Linked DNA regions of Mus musculus: region 2 is linked to region 1. A link is a contact called in public HiChIP or PLAC-seq data. All regions are on one chromosome and are shown on one strand. Each heading gives the region's core, a stretch centred on a gene start, on an enhancer-like site or on the middle of the called end of the contact. The rest is flanking DNA. Distances are from core to core; before and after follow the strand shown.

Region 1 (3,101 bases), core at 376-2,875:
AACAACAATATGAACTAACCAGTACCCTGGAGCTCTTGACTCTAGCTGCATATGTATCAAAAGATGGCCTACTTGGCCATCACTGGAAAGAGAGGCCCATTGGACTTGCAAACTTTATATGCCCCAGTACAGGGGAACGCCAGGGCCAAAAGTGGGAGTGGGTGGGTAGGGGAGTGGGGGGAGGGTATGGGGGACTTTTGAGATAGCATTGGGAATGTAAATGAGTAAAATACCTAATTAAAAAAAGAAAAGAAAAGAAAAGAAAAGAAGAGAAAAGGGTACTTCTTTATTTAGATTCACAATGGCTTTCAACCCATATGACAGTTCTGACTAATGGGCAGACTGTCTGGCCTGGATACAGAAATATACAGAGATAGTTTAAGGCCCAGTTTGGATGCAGCAGACAAAATGGTGAAAGCAGAGTGGAGTCTACTGTGGCTATGGGGCAATCTCACCTCACCTTGACTGCAATCCCACATTTCTGTTGCATCCAATGGTCTTCAAGCAAAGCACCCTCCTGCTTCCAGTTCTTCCTACCCTCCTTCATAACTTACATCTTTTGGGGAGATTTTGGGGAGGGATTCTGTTAGCCAGGGCCATGCCTTTTTAAAAGCTTCCCTGCTGATTTGCTTTCCTAAGTTCTTACTCTCCCCACCCTTCTAGCAGACTCTTCTTACAGGCCCGAAGCAGACAGATTCCTCTCTCCCGGCTGCCCATGAATCAGACAGGTAGTCTGCAAGCACCAATCCTGTGACATAGAACCTCTCACTTCCCCTAAAATATATAAGGAGGGACCCTAGCTCTGCCATGTGGGCATTACCATCTCTCCAACAAAATGCTAACTCCCAAAAGATAACTGACCTTAGTGTTGCCCTTGAACCCTAAACCCAAACACTTGTAGACTTAGGTGATTGATTCATTAGGAGATTGTGTATATTCTACAATAAACTTTACTTCTCAGTCATGACCATCTGAACTCCTTAAGGAATGGTGATGTTTTCCCCTCCTCCAGCTGGGTGATAATGATTCTGATTGGGTCTCAGAGCCAGGATGATCTCAGAGTTGGGGTCAAAGTTGAAGTAGCACTAGGCTTCTGGAAAGGGAGAGGCAACTGAACAACCAGGATGTTTAGGCTTTAGAAAATGTTCCAGAATGCCCCAAAAGGAAGACACAGAAAATCCCATGTTCTCTTAGATTCTGTGACCTCAGCTCTCTGCATGATGACACTGATAGCAAACAAGTCCAGTGTGGTGAGATACATCAGGCAGACCCTCAGCTGCTGAACAAGGAGCCAGGTCCTGCTCTTGAAGGAAGGTGCAGTGAAGTTGGGTTAGGTGTGCTTAGCTCGGTTCCGTTTCCAGGAGAAAGAGAAAGGAAATGCAGAAAGTGAAAGCCAGAAGCATACTGGAAAGAGAAAGGTTGTAACCCCGTGAGAACAGGCAGGGGTTCGTGCTTAGTTATTCCTTGAGGGTGGCAGAATTAGTTCCATTTCCCCTTGCTGGGGAGAACTGAGCTGCTAACACAGCTTGTGCCTGGAGGAAGTAGATCACCTGTCTTTCACAGGGCTAAAAGGGCAAGCTAACAGCTGCATCTCATCTTACCTTAGGAGGCAATGCAGCCTTTCTGAGTGCTCAGACAGACAGAGGAAGTGTGTTTCCTGCATAAACAGTTCTCAGCTCTAGGTAGAGTGAATAACGTTGTAAGGCAAATGGTAAGTGCTGTGCCCATCCCAAGCTTAAGGTTTACTCTGAACTCCCTCCTGGCTTTGCACCCTCTGATCACTTTCATTTCTGATTATTCATGTTACCTACACTGCTGGCATGACCCAGGACTGTTATAGTATGAGAATGCCCCTCTAAGTTCATGCATTTGAACAGCTGGTCTTTAGCTGGTGACATGGTTTTGGGGGGTACAGAACTGTCAGGAAGTGGAGATTCATCACTTCCTAACACCACTGGGAAATACATCACTGGGGGGGGGGGGTGAGTTTTGAGGGTTTGTAGCCTCACTGACTTCCCATCCTATCTCTCTTTCTGTGTGTGGATAAAATGTGACCTCTCTGCTTCTTGCCCCTGCTCCCATGCTTTCCCCATCAATATAGACTCTAACCTCATGGAACTACAATCCAAAATAAGCCCTGTTTTCCCCTAACTTGCTTTCATCAGTTTATTATAGTCACTGTTAATTTCCATATCATTTGTATAATACAGACATCCTTTGGTAGCCTCAGAGAATTAGTTTCCCTCCACCACATACAGAGATGTGCAAATTCTCAAGTATCAAGCACCTTATATATAATGATGTATTAGTAATATTTTTCTATCACTTAGATGTATATGCTCATATACTTTAATTCATCCAGATTATTAATAATACCTGATACAAGAAAAATGCTATGTGAATGGTTTTATGGGTTTTTAAAGGGGAATAATATCAAGAAAACCTAAGCCATGTTCAACAGATGCAATTCTCATACCCCAAGTGTGGACCTCATAAACATGAAAGGACAGCTGTGGTGACTATGCTCCTGATTCTGCACATATCAACTGGATGCTGTTTTGTGTGAAAGAATAGATTAAAATGAAGCCCAGGGTTTAGAATTGGCATGCTGTTAACTGCAGAGGCAGCTAGGTGGACTCAATTACCTTGGCCTTTCCTCCCACCTCTCCCATCCTTTCAGACATTGTGAAAAAGAGTACAAACAAAAATAACAAGTAATCATAAAACCTGAAAGAGAAGGAAGCCAGAATTCCAAATTAGTAAGAAAAGTAAAAGAAGCCTGCAGTGTTTCAAAGGCCCTGCATTTCTTTTGAATGTTAAAAGGCAACTGAGGTTTGTTGCTAACCTCAGCCAAGTATGGCCTGCTGTAATAAATAGCTGCCCATTCAGAAAGAAGCTTACAGACCACTTTATTCATATATATATATATATATATATATATATAGAGAGAGAGAGAGAGAGAGAGAGAGAGAGAGAGAGAAATTAAAAATATGGCTGTCTGGGAGGAGAACACAGAGTATTCTGTGTAACAGTATTTAAGAATAATAGGCCTGGACCAAGAAAACAAGAAGATTGGCTATAAAGAAAATAAAGAACTCATG
Region 2 (3,411 bases), core at 889-3,388, 130 kb after region 1:
TGTTTAGAATCGAGTTGTATCTGTGTGTGTTTCTTACCTTCTAAGCTAGACTATTCATTCTAAAAGGCACCAAATATACTATGACTATCCATCGGGGACATGACACTGCTCTCTACCTAGCAGAAGATGAATGAATAGAAAAATGGCTGGTCACATCAACAAAGGCACAGAGATGAGACAGGAGGGTGATAGAGTAGGATTAACACAGCACTTCCCAGGTTCTGACAACATAGTTCTCCCTAAAATAATTATGCAGTCGAGTCAACTATACAGCAATGCAATCTGTGTCCCCATGACGTAACTCAGATCTTTATCAATACTGCAGAAGTACTGAGATGACCTGCCGTGAAGAAACCTAGAATTTCTCAAAACTGTTTGCACACTTATGCTTTCTGTTGTTAACCATCACCAACACCTGCTCTCTGGCACATTGGCAATAAGCTGTTTTGGAAATGTATAGCCCAATTCAGCATGCAAGGAGCTTTGAAATCAGCATGGGAGATACTTGCTCCCTCCCCAATTCTCTTGGGCTGGGGTGCAAAGTGGAGAGTGTTTCTCTGCTGTTGAACTACCTCTTTCTGCAAAACAAGGAAATATGGAAACTGTTGCACTGCTGGAAACTCCCCTGCAGGACCCTCAGGGCCAGGCCTTGGTGAACTGAGTTCTGCTCTCAATCACGTTTTTCTACAGTCTGCTCACAAATGGCAAAGGAGTCCACACACATTCTTGTTGGCTATACCAAAGCAAGATGGGGGGGGGATTTTAAAACAGAGGGGTTTTTATTCTTTAATATTGGTGTGTATGGAGGTGGGCAACATCTCTCCTTCCATGAGTTTCTAGGATTAAACTCAGTTTATCAGGCTTGTGCAACAAGTACGTTTAGCCACTGAACAGTCTCGCCAGGCCCAAACCATGAGACTTTGATCCTTACGCAAAAGTCTAATTTCACTTCAGAATCACTTGCCATCTGGCAAAAGGTTGAGTGAAATTTCTAATGAAGGTTCAAGTCAAATGTGAATGACTAAACCAGAAGAATCCCCCAGTATATGGCCATCTCCTTTGTGTAGTACCAACAAGAGGTAAAAAGTTGGTGCTTTGATGCAGCAAACCTGCTCTATCAGGCCCCTGTACCTCCTTTCCTAGCCAAAGCCACTCCTCTGATGCAAGTTCCCTCATCTGTCATGGGGCAATAGCATGCACTTAGAAGTACTGCTGTTGAAATTCTGACAATATGTTGAAAATGCCAAGGACAATACCTGACATGAATAAGAACCATCTTCCAGACTAAATCTACTCAACAAGACTCTGCCAGGGGATCTATGAGAGCAAAGGCTTATAAAATAGGCCTGGTTTCAATAATGTGACATTAATTCAGTCACCCTTTTATCCTGGAAAGGGCATTAATTTCACTAACGTACAAGCAACGCAATGTTAGGTTACACACAAGCAGTCAGGATCATTCCTTCTCAGGGTTTAGTTTCACTGGAGCAAGATGACTTAGAAGGGTAAAGCAACCCCACACTACAGAACCATCCGGACTCTGGCGAGCAGTGTTAACAGAGCAGAATAAAAAATGAATGGAATGTTTGTGCTGGAACTTTAATAAGAATTTAGCTAGTTTCTACACTACCGGCACTGAAGGCTATTGCCTCCCAGATGGAAAGTTGATCTTGATCTTTTTTGGCTCTGGGTCCATCCTCCCTTTAGGAAAGTTAGACTCTCTTATGCAAACTGTTGCTCACAGGTGAAAGTGCTCCGTGCTACTTCCCTCAGTTTGAGGTGTCAGGAAAGACTCTTGGGGGCAGTTCTATTCCACATGACCTAGTGGAGAACTGAAGACCCTTCAGGTGACTCTAGAAGTTACACAGAGTCCAAGACAGGTCTGGACCCAGGCACACACACCCCCAAAGCATGTTCTGATGGAATTGGAAGTGCCAGTGACCTTGAAGCATTTGCTTGTTTACTCAGAATGCTTAGGAGCTGCCCCCTCCACTGTGTTGCCCTGTACATTGTCCCATGCCCTAAGCTTGGATCATACCCAACTATCCAAATAATCTTGACGCCTTTTTCTGGGGAGTGGAAGACTGGCAAGCCACCAAGCCCTGGGTGAGGTGCCAAAGTCCTTGTTATGTAAGAAACCTGGTTGCCACCCTCATGAGAGTGTGGGAGTTTCATAATGCTGTGTCATTCCCCTGGTAGAAGTGATGTGTGATTTGGCAGTTTCTAAAAGCAAAACCAGAATATCATGAAGACAGGGTCTCAGTCAGATCTGCAAAAACAAAAATCCATTTCCTTGATTTCTAACCAATGTGCCCAGAACATTATTTTCAACTAAGAGTCTCAATGTCCAACCTGTTAAGACTGTCTATAACTTATTCAAGCTGGTTTATATTTTGAAATTAGGGAGCCTTGACTAATAAACTGGAAGAGATTTGTAGGGAGCACCTCAAGCAACTAACAACAGTATCTATGACGTCCATTGCAATTCTTGGCATCATGCCAGCATTTCAGGCTTCTCATTCCCTCCACCTGACTTTTTGAAACAAATACTATTACTCCTCCATTCTACAAAAAGGGAAACTTGAACACAAATTGGGTAGGTCCCCCTAATCCTGAGTCAAAAGAATCTCCCCTCTTCTTCAAGCTGCCCATCCTGGAGCTCAGAGACGTGGGATCCAGTTCTCATCTCCCTTTCTCCTTCCTTACTCTCAATTCCAGTCCCTCTCCCTCCCTTTCCTCCTTCCCCCTTCTCTGCCTCTTCTCACATCCAGTAAATCATTAAACTCTATCTTGCTAAAGCTGATGGATATTTTAATCAGTCACCACCCTTTACATCTGTAGAACGTGTCATAGAAACTCTTTTTCTGAGATGCACATCAACAATGTTAATTCCTATTTTATAAAGGACATTAGTCATTTGGGCACTATACCCAAACCCTTGACTGTGTTGAAGAAACTTCTCTGTGTGTCCTGATGAGAGTTGCTCACATGTTTCCTTCTCTCTGTGTAATGTACAACTTGACTACCAGACCTGGATTTAGCAGCCCAGTTGTTCCAGCCCTGAGATGCCAAGTCTGTATCTGTGAAGAAGACAAGAGAGTTGGGATATTAGCTATCGTGGCTAGTAGCCGGGATCTATAAGGAGTTATTTCTACTTGTGGTAATATTAGAAACAGAATCCAGTTGTGTAAGGTCCACAGCTTCCATGCCTGCCCATTGTTCTCACTTGTCTCCTGAGATCTAGGGCCAATTAGACATTTGAGATTGAGTATCTCTCTTAATTATTGAAGAAAACCACAAATTCCATCATTAATGAGAGGTGGGTATTTGGCAATCAAACAGAAGCTGGTAGATAAAGGAAGCCCAGACTCAAGTATTTCCAGTGCACATGAGGTGTAATGTGTCCATTGA

The links. HiChIP or PLAC-seq counts read pairs in DNA pulled down with a chosen protein or histone mark.
Region 2: an H3K4me3 HiChIP or PLAC-seq map of intestinal villus epithelium shows a contact between it and region 1, with 7 read pairs. The contact joins two enhancer-like sites. A contact is called at or near these places in 9 of 484 Hi-C or Micro-C datasets (bone marrow-derived dendritic cells, brown adipocytes, cerebellar granule neurons and 4 more) and 4 of 115 datasets of contacts at active chromatin or transcription factors (bone marrow-derived dendritic cells, bone marrow-derived macrophages, intestinal villus epithelium and 1 more).

What each region holds. Positions count from the first base shown.
Region 1 is chr12:32,633,751-32,636,851 of GRCm38.p6, forward strand. No RefSeq gene overlaps it. Among named protein-coding and RNA genes, the nearest start is that of Gm33380, 54 kb to the left of the region's middle. Within about 2 kb of position 1,626, at least 43 of the 459 cell types and tissues checked have an H3K27ac peak or open chromatin away from gene starts, as enhancers often do. A contact at or near this core is called in intestinal villus epithelium, where this site is marked.
Region 2 is chr12:32,766,458-32,769,868 of GRCm38.p6, forward strand. All of the region lies in intron 1 of Gm40376 (predicted gene, 40376), which reads left to right. Among named protein-coding and RNA genes, the nearest start is that of Gm40376, 43 kb to the left of the region's middle. Within about 2 kb of position 2,139, at least 74 of the 459 cell types and tissues checked have an H3K27ac peak or open chromatin away from gene starts, as enhancers often do. A contact at or near this core is called in intestinal villus epithelium, where this site is marked.